Linked DNA regions of Sus scrofa: region 2 is linked to region 1. Evidence: chromatin contacts called from public promoter capture Hi-C data. All regions are on one chromosome and are shown on one strand. Each heading gives the region's core, a stretch centred on a gene start, on an enhancer-like site or on the middle of the called end of the contact. The rest is flanking DNA. Distances are from core to core; before and after follow the strand shown.

Region 1 (4,960 bases), core at 1,043-3,542:
ACATATTAATTTTGGAAAAAAAAGTTTTTTTGTCTTTTTTTAGGGCTGCACCTGCGGCATATGTAAGTTCCCAGGCTAGGGGTCAAACTGGAGCTGTAACCGCTGGCCTATGCCACAGCCACAGCAATGCGGGATCCAAGCCATGTCTGCGACCTACACTACAGCTCAAGGCAATGCTGGATCCTTAACCCACTGGTCGAGGCCAGGGATCGAACCTGCATCCTCACGGATGCTCGTCAGGTTATTTCCACTGAACCACAGCAGGAACTCCTGGAAAAAAAATTTGCCCATATTTTCCTTTAAATATTATCAGTCACCTGTGGTACCTCTTCCTCAGGAAAAGACAGTTCTATATATCCAGTACTGTTGCTGAGCTCTCTGCTGTACTTTGACAGGTAATACACAATTTGTGACATACATTAATTACTGGGTTGTAAACTGATTATTGATAGGCTTGCTTGACATTAATCCTTTTTATGGAAAGAAAATTTCAATACATGCCTTGGGTGGAATTCCTACTTCTAAATTAGTGATTCCTAGATTAGTGAAACTTTGTAATTCATCTCAATGTTTCCCAAGTTTTCGAAAACGTACTAAGAATACATGGTTGAGGGGGAGGGGGAGGGAGTGGGAGTTTGAGGTTAGGAGATGCAAACTACTAAATTCGGAGTGGATAAGCAATGAGATCCTGCTGTATAGCACGGGGAACTATATCCAGTCACGTGTGATGGAGCACGACGGAGGATAATGTGAGAAAAAGAACGTGTAACTGGTTCACTTTGCTGTACAGCAGAAATTGACAGAACATTGTAAATCAACTATATTAAAAAATAAAAATTAAAAAAGAATGGGTAAAAGAGGAAGACAGAATTCAAAAGAAATACAAATAAGCACACATAAAAATGTCTTCATGTTAAATAACAATAATAGCAACCTCGGGAATTTTTTTTTTTTTTTTTTTTTTTTAGTGCCGCACGCATGACACATGGAATTTCCCAGGCTAGGGGTCAGATCAGAGCGCAGTGCAGCTGCTGGCCTACACTACAGCTCACAGCAACACTGGATCCCCAGCCCACTGAGTGAGGCCGGTGACCGAACCTGCATCGTCATGGATACTAGTTGGATTCATTTCTGCTGAGCCACAACAGGAACTCCTGGGATATCTTCTTTATACCTACTTAATGGACCAACATTTAAAATAACTACTGAACACTGATGACGTTGTGTTGAACACAGACTCAATCCAGCAAGGTGACAACATAAATCCCTTTAACCTATTTGGAAAGCCACATGATAAATCTGAAGCAAAGGCCATGAAGTGTTCCTTCCTGGAATGGAGGTTTCTAGGGGGCCAGAACTGTTCTTTCTTGACTTGGATAGTGGTTGGACAGGTATTCACTCTACAACTACTCAATAACCTTTGTGTGTTTTATGCTCTCTTCTGTGTCTATAACAACAACAAAAAACTAAGAAAAAATTTCTTCTGTTTTCACCAGTAAGTCATCTACTGGGAACTTGTTCTAAGAAAATAATGTGCAAAGAAGTTCTCTGTGGAATTATCCAAAAAGCAAAACTGGAAACTACTTAATTATCCACCAAAACAAGAATGATTAGCAAATTATATGCAATAAAGAAATGTTACAAAGTATTACAGTAATTGCCAAGATTTAGAGCACATTGCTGACAGCATAATACAAAACAATGATTTGTAATCACATAAACCTACACATACACATGCATAAGGAGTAGAAGAGAATACTAAAAGTCATTATAATAAAGGCGTCTGGGTAATTTTCTCCATAGGTTTGTGTTATTGTCAGATTATCTCTGCCACAAAGAGAACAGAACATGCGGTTAAAATGCAAAGGACAGAAACACCCCACTGGCAAGGACAACTCATGTCTAATCAGAATGATCATCAAACATTCTGTGCAAGTGTACTCAGAATGTTTACAGAATACGGCAGAACAGGGAAGTCTAAGAGAAGAGCTGTGTGTAATTGATCTTTCATTTTTCTTAAAGCTCTGATATTCTCAAGTTATTTTTCCTCCATAACATGTAGCCCCTAAGATAATCCATGGAACTTATTAAAATATCAAGAATTTATTGAGCATCGTTTAAGAACCCAATTCTAAAATGCTGCTGGAAATACAATGGATTCACCTACTAAATTCTGAAAAATGTAGAGATTAAGGGTAAAAGTTAATTGTTTGCCAACTGCAAAAGGTACTACATGATGAATCGCCAAATGAATTGCACAACTACCTATCCTGGAACAAAACACTGAGTCTGCCTGAGTGGGGGATGGTGGTTAGCAGAGGCTTTAAAGACAGTGGGAGGTCAGTGGGGTCCTACAGCTGGCCCAAGGACAGGTAGAAAGAACAGGGAGGACCCAAGGTACAAAAGCAGGAAAAGAAAGACCATGTATTATTTGAAGAGATGAGTTAGGACTCAATTACGTTAATAAATCTAGACTCCCTCTGTTGATAATAAATCTAAGGAGTCATTAAGGTGGCTGAACAGAGGAGCCATGTGCTCAAAAAACTTGAGGAGACACCCTGGAAGCAGAGTCCATGATGGCTCAAAAGGCACACATGAGTGGTGAAGGGGGAGGACAGAGGTCCAGGTCCGGATCGAAGGGACCAAAGTAGGCAGAGAATGGGAAAGGAAACAAGACAGAAAAAAAACCCAGGTCTGTGGAGGCTAAATGTCCTGGCCCCAACCTCATCCTCACCACATACTACTCCTCTAAGCAATGAGCCGCTCTTCCAAGCCTCAGTTCTCATCTGTAAAACAGGAAGGACAGTCTGTTCTATGATGGTGCTACCTGGGATCAAAGGCACAGGACCATGTCAAATGACAAGGAGTCTTATAAATGTAAATTAAGAAGAAAGAATGGACCAACTTGGGGATGTGCTGAACAGAGGGCAAAAGAGAGGAAGCTGACTCCAAGGTCTTGACCCTGCCTAATGCTACTTTTCCCACTTGCATCTATTCATGAAGAGCACCAAAATCCTTGTTCCCCTTCTTGGATCTCATTCAGAAATCACTATATTGTTGAGCTACATTCTAGAACATGAAGAAAGATGTAAAAGAACAGGGACAGCTTAGATCACTTGAGGGGCAGGTCCATTTCTAAAAACGCCTTCTAAAACACGCTTGCTTTTGACAGGTTCCCTCGGGATTGGCTGGGGGGAGAAAGCAAGAAAATAGTCTTAACTACAGAATGTAATTTTTAAGGAAATGCAGCTTTATTTCTTTCAAGTACAAACAGAACTTGGGCGTGGCTAACCAAACGTTGCCTAATTGAGGGAACTTGCTTTAAAGTAAAGGTATAATGATTTATATTAGCACAATCACTCACGGGTAGAAGAATGCTTCTCTGATGCATGAAAATAACCTCTCATCTTAGAGAGACATCTTGTTCCACAATCACTCCACTATGTGCGTAAGCAAGCCCTTTTCCCCTGCCCACCCACCCCACAGAGACAGTTCAAACATAAACGTCACGTCATTCCCCCCCGGATCACAACATACATCAAATGAGTGAAACGTGAGTTACACATCGCTGTAGATGTAGGATTGGTGAGTCCAGCCTTTTTCAACCTGAGCCTTCTCATCAAGAGTGTACTAAGTCGAAATTAGTGAAATATGGCTGTTCACCATTTGAGTATACAGACACCAATGATGAGCTTTTGTCATCTGAATTCGTAATTTTCCAGGTTTAAATACAAGAAAACACATTTTTATTTGAGCATGTTCATGAAGAGTGGAAGTAGCTGTGAATTATTTAAGCTGCAATAAAGGAGGTTTTGTTATCACACTGGTCAAGACTGAAGTACTAGTTTTAAGCAACTAAGCCATTCTGGAGAAGACTGGAAACACACTGAAACAACTTTGACAGCAAAGGACCTTTTTGCCTTGAGCATGATCATTCAGCCTTACTAGGCTGACGGGAATGGTACAAAGACGATCTAGTAATACATTTGAGGGTTTATCCTGAAAAAAATTCACTTTCCTAGAATAGGCACAGGGAGCCTTGGATCAGGACACTGCCAAATGATGGCTGGCAGGCATTTCTGTCGAGGATGCTAACCTGTTCCCTCCTTCAGACACTCTATCTGGGGACTGTAGAATTCTCAAGAGTGTCTTGGTTGTCTTAAATATCTCGGCAAGCACCAGCATAACCAGGTAGGAAGGCTGTGTCAAGGGGACAGTCCTCAGGGGCCTCTTCCCCATCCTGACAACTCTATGGCCCTAAAGGCACAGGTGAGTGTGCCCTGGCCCCGGCTGCATCCTAGGGTAGCAATCTGACTGCACACTTCCCCACAGAGCACGGCAAGTGGCTCAGACAACAAGGCCCGACAAGGGCCCAGACAAGGAGGCATGGAGAGCTGGAAGGTGATGGTAGGAAGATTCACCTCTAGGCTCCCAAGAAGCCAGGGCAACAATCAGGGCTTAAGGAGCTGGTGAGTTGGCCAAAGCAACATGTGAAGCCAGGCTCCACTCTCCTTAGCTGCTTCTGTTTGGTCAAAACGTTTCACCTAACAGAAACAATTTCTTCATGTCTAATAACATAATACTGTTTCCTAAGTATTTCTTTTCTCCCTAAAATGTTTTACAAAGGCAGAGCAGTAATCATTCTCCTCAGAGCAGATACTAGAATGAGTATATAATCCTCACTCACATTTTCTACACATTTTCAATGGCCAGAACAGATTCATTTTAAACTATGAAAAATGAAGTGTACACCTTAAAATTTAATAGCAATATTCTCCACCTTCCATTTAAAAGCTGTCCCTTCCTGTGGAACTCCTTCGAAGTCTAGACCCTCTCCTGGAAGAAGTCTTCCGACTTCTCTGATAGGTCTAAGAGGTCAGATTAGATAGAACTGGTTTAGACAACACTTATTACTTCAAATGATGGGGCTGGCTGGAGGAATCTCCCTTCTTTTGGAATG
Region 2 (4,960 bases), core at 1,566-4,065, 170 kb after region 1:
TGTCTCCAAGTCTTCTCTGGGCCCAAGTCTCATGGCCAAGGCAACCAGAGGCGGCAGCAGGCCTCTGATGACCCAGCCCTGCTGGTGGCAGTCAACAACAGCATGAGGACTACACCCGGCCCTTTCCTCCTTTGAAGTCCAAGACCTCAGGAACAGGGACTGCTCACAGCCCTCCCCCTAGGCCCCACTCAGGAAGTCATAGGTGGCCACAGACTCGGGTCAGGCGCCACCACTTCCCGGCCCTGAAGAGAACAAAGATCTAAGCAAATACAAGGTCACGGGGAGTTGGTCTCAGCAGCCAAGAGGGATGCAGATCCAGAGCTGTATGGCAGAACCAAGGCTCCTGGCACACCCACTGTGCGCTTGGCAACTTTTCCCTTCTAATTTCTTAGAGCACCCTGCTGGGAATTCCACAGGCACATACAGGCACAGAGAAGCAAGATGCCTGGTCCAGAGCCCCTCAACTCCTAGTTGTACAGCACAATTAGCACCAGGTCCTTTGGATTCCAAGCCCTGTGCCCTTCCTCCTCATCAAGACATGTGAAAGCAAGGTGGTTGGGTGGAGCCTACACGGCCAAGGATGGAAAAGATGTTCTTTCCACATCGATCCTGCTAGGCTGCTCCTAGAGGTTTTGCAAACCTTTACAGCAGCTTCAAATCACAGGCTCTGAGGTCTGACAGATCTGAGTTGGGATCCTGAGTCCATCACTTACTAGCCGTGGGTCCTGGGACAAGGTCAGTGGCTTCTCTGAACCTCAGTTTCTGCATCTGTAAAATGGGGATAATGTCAGTTCTTACTTCACCCGACTCTTGGGATGACTAAATGAGATCATGGGTGAAAGCGTGGCATGGTGCATGGCCCAAGGGAAATATTCAAAAAGCTTTGCTGTTGATGATGGCCAGAGCCCTCCCAGCTCCTCAAGATCAGGAAAAAAAAGATTAAAATGGTAAATTATTTTTTATTTTTATTTATTTTTTGTCTCTTTGCCATTTCTTGGGCCGCTCCTGCGGCACATGGAGGTTCCCAGGCTAGGGGTCTAATCGGAGCTGCAGCTGCCAGCCTACGCCAGAGCCAGAGAAACACAGGATCCGAGCTGTGTCTGCAACCTACACCACAGCTCACGGCAACGCCGGATCGTTAACCCACTGAGCAAGGGCAGGGACCGAACCCGCAACCTCATGGTTCCTAGTCGGATTCGTTAACCACTGCGCCACGACAGGAACTCCAAAATGGTAACTTATGCTTATACAGTGTTTTCACATTCATCAACTTTAGTTGAGCCTCGCAAGTGGGCAAGGCAGGTCAGACCCCCATAAACTCAACTGCTCACCTTCCCTGGAGAAGGCAGGGGATGCTGGCAAAGACGGCACAGCACCTACCCTACCACTGCAGTGGAAATCTGGACCTCCGCCCTCTCCTGGGCCAGCCCTGGTCTGGCTCTGTCTCAGGAGATGACTTTGAGGCTTACTTCAGAGAAAAGAAGAGCAGAAAGCCACTCCCTTAACTGCATCCCCCAAATCTGCAAACTTCCCTGCATCCCCACCTGTTCCCTCTTTTCCTTGGTTTGGCACTGAAAGGCACTTATCTCTCCATCCAAGTTCTGGGTCCCTTCCTTTCTGCTCCCTTTTCTCTGCTCTCTGTCTTCAATGCCTCCCAGCTCCTTCCTATCAGCATCAGAATATGCCTAAGCTGCTCTAATAATTAAAAGTGAAAAGTAATAGGTACTTCTCAGCACTGTGTTAAGTGCTATTACAGACACCATCTCATCTAGTCTTCACCTGAACCCTGTGAGGCAGGCATTGTCATCTTCACCCCCAATTTACAGACAAGGGAACTGAGGCGCAAAGAGGGTCAGTGGCTTGCCCAAGGGCTCAAAGATAGGACTCTGGAATCCTGAGCCTACGTTCTAACCACATATCAGCTTTAAAACCCTCTTCACTCTCACTCCACATTCCTCTCCAGCATCCTCACACTCTCCTCCCTTTAACAAAACTTCTAGAAAATACTGTCTAAAAGGCGCTCTGCGTCCTCACTCCAATCTCCACAGAATCATCTCCCCAAGTTTCTCAATGTGAAGGCTGCCAAATGCCCAGGGTTTGTCCCAGGTTCTAGTCAACCAGCCCTGTGGCCTGCACCTGATGCGCCACCTGGCACCTTTCCATTTCTCTACTTTTCTGTGGCTTTCTGCACCCTTCCGTGCTCCCTGCCCCTATTTCTCCCGCTGCTCCTCCTAGTCGCCTTGACCCTTTACTACTCTGAACTCCATCCACCCCATCTTCCCGAGAGTCCCCTTGGGCCGTCCCAGGTAGGGTTGGTCTCCCGGCTTTTTGATCCCACTGCGTCCGAAGGCAGCTGGAGCACATTCCCCCGCCGCCCGGCGTGGTAATGCCGGGCGGCCTGTCCGTGTTGCCCAGCCCCGTTTGTGCGCTCTCCGGAGGGCAGGTGACAGTCGTCTCGCCACATCTCAAGAAGCGTGCCGAGCGCGGGGAGCAGAGCAGCCCGTGTCTATTCAAGGATGAGAGACTCCAGCGCTGCCCCAGGAACCTGCAAGAAGGGCGGGGGCAGCGAGTCGGTGTCCCGGCGTCGCGCGGGGAGGTCTGCATTTGGGGAGCCCCCGCCCCAGCGACCTGGAACCCGGCTGCCGGCGGCGGGGAGCGCGGGGGCGGGGGGCGGAGCCCTCCGCAGTCCGCGGGCGGGTGAGGGCGGGTGAGGGGCGGGGTGCAGTGCAACCAACCTCTGCGCTGCCGCCGCCGCCGCCGCCGCCGCCGCCGCCACCAGCTCCCCGCGGCCGGCGGGAGCTTCCGGTGGAGAGGGTACTTGGCCCGGCGGCGGAAGCAGGGGAGGGCAGGCCCCGGGCGGGTTCCTATAGCCTGAGCCGCCTCCCGAGGCCGCCCTGGGGGCGGGGCGAGCGCACCCAGATCGGGAAACTGAGGCCCGGCTCCGCGGCGTCGCAGGCTTTGGTTTTCCACTGAAAAGGCATTTTTCCGTTCCCCTCCTCCCCGCGCGTGTTTCTAGCACATGTGTGGGATTCGGTAAAGTGTTCGCAGAATAAACGAATTCAGACCTGGGACTTGAGCCCCCACCCCTGACCTCTGCCTGCCTGCAATCCCGCGTATGGTGGGCGGAGCAGTAGCAAAACCCGAGTCTCAGCCCTCTTGGATTCGGGCAAAGATCCTACACGGGCTCGTTCAAGCTCTTTGGAGCAATCAGCAAGGAGATGTGCAAGGCAATTCCGAAGGCACAGAGCTTATGCAAAACTGGATGTTTTCAGGAGCCATTTCTGGTTTTTGTTTAAACACACACAGAGCCGCTTATTCCCTATGAATTTTGTGTATATCAACCAAAATAGTTACAGAACTTAGTGTTGGGGTAGCATTTTTGTTTAAAAGATACAAACAACCTTTATTTTTGCGAATCTGACAAAGGCCTTTTCTCCATCAAAGCCTAATATCTGCAGGAGTGTTGGGTGAGGAAGGAATGATTTTGTTTTGTTTTAGTTATTAGAGGCACCCATTACATTCTTTATGTATGAGGGGTTTTATTTTGTTTTGTTTTGTTTTAGTCTTGACATCCAACTTGAGTTGGAAAAAGTGTTTTTTTCTCCTTTGGTTTTGTTTGTTTTTAACCTGGGATGTATTTAAGTCTTACACCTACCCAGGGCAGAACGCCCAGCTTCTGAATGAGAAGGTGATGCTACAGGACGGAGTTCTGCTGGAGAAAGGAGGGCCTCTGGTGGTACCTGGAGCCACCTGCCTGCAGTCAAGCAGTGGGTCCCAGGGGCCTCCAAGAGAAGCAGTCACGTGAGACATTGACCAGAGGTGGCCTCTGTGGTCACCTTCAATTCTAAGAGGAAAGAATTTAGAGCTTCGAGTCTCTGATTAAAAAGTCATTGATTCTCAGTCCAATCCTTGAAGGATTTGGGACCTCTAAAAGCCATTCTCTGGTCCCACCTCTCTCCCACACACCCCTTCCTCTCCTCTCCAAGCCAGTGTTAAGTGAACAGGCAACCTGACCTTAACTCTCTTCATGTGCCACATCCTGTTTTCAGATTAATGAGCTCACTTGGTGGAAATTTACCAAAGGAAATAGTTTAATTTTGGAAAGTACCAAAAACTTATCTGTAGTCACTGGGCTTATTTTGGGGGGCTCTTGAAATAGAGGGGGCATCACCAGGGGACCTCTGAGCACTCAGGGAGTGACAAGGCTGCAGAAAATGAAAGCTGAGCCCAATGAGTCTGAACCTGACTCAGAAAGGAATCGAAACTCTTTGGGGACACTCATCTCTACCCAGTAGAAAAAAATTTTTTTTTCCAAAAATAAGTTTAAGAAGAAAATTAGTCCATTTGGCTGAGGCCTAAGATCTTGTGGTATGAACCTGAAGAACCATGATTGAGGAACAAGAAAGCACACACAGGGAAGTAGGGGATGTTTGAGCCTGAGCCGTCCCTCTCAGATCCGTATCTGCTCTGGGGAACTAGCTGTTCTAAGAGGCACCAAAAGGGTTTCATTCTCTACTTTTGCCCCAGTCCTTCAGCTGTCAGGCTCTTGACATTGATGTTGCCTGTTAGCCTTATGCCTCTTGAGTTTGTGGTTCCTGGAAGGAGCTAAGGACTGAATGGCTATGAAGACTCTAGAGAATTAAAGTTTTATAAGCTGTTCTGCTCTGAAGATGGTAGAGCACATGTGACAAGCCCCTTAAGTGTCTGACCACCTCCTGGCCTGCCCTGCTTCCTAAAGGAGAGATTTTTTTTTTTTTAAATGGCTGCACTGGTGGCAAGTGGAAGTTCCTGGGGCTAGGGATAGAATCGGAGCCGCAGCTGTGGTAACACTGGCTCCTTTAACCCACTATGCTGGGCTGGGCTGGGCTGGGCACCTCTGCAGTGACCTGAGCCACTGAAGTCAGATTCCTAACCCACTGGGCCACAGCGGGAAGTCCAAGGAGAGATTTTTTTTTTTAAT

Evidence for each region. Promoter capture Hi-C pulls out the DNA fragments that hold promoters and counts their contacts.
Region 2: a promoter capture Hi-C map of liver shows a contact between it and region 1, with 6 times the contacts expected there. The contact joins the promoter of TRAF1 here to the enhancer-like site in region 1. A contact is called at or near these places in 2 of 5 promoter capture datasets (fetal liver and liver), 14 of 47 Hi-C or Micro-C datasets (alveolar macrophages, blood, embryonic fibroblasts and 7 more) and 2 of 2 datasets of contacts at active chromatin or transcription factors (alveolar macrophages and skeletal muscle).

Annotation. Positions count from the first base shown.
Region 1 is chr1:260,805,044-260,810,003 of Sscrofa11.1, forward strand. No RefSeq gene overlaps it. Among named protein-coding and RNA genes, the nearest start is that of FBXW2, 33 kb to the right of the region's middle. Within about 2 kb of position 2,293, at least 4 of the 83 cell types and tissues checked have an H3K27ac peak or open chromatin away from gene starts, as enhancers often do. A contact at or near this core is called in fetal liver, liver and omental adipose tissue, where this site is marked.
Region 2 is chr1:260,971,163-260,976,122 of Sscrofa11.1, forward strand. TRAF1 (TNF receptor-associated factor 1) reads right to left here and starts at 2,816. Exons shown (of 9, transcript XM_021068189.1): 1 at 2,736-2,816.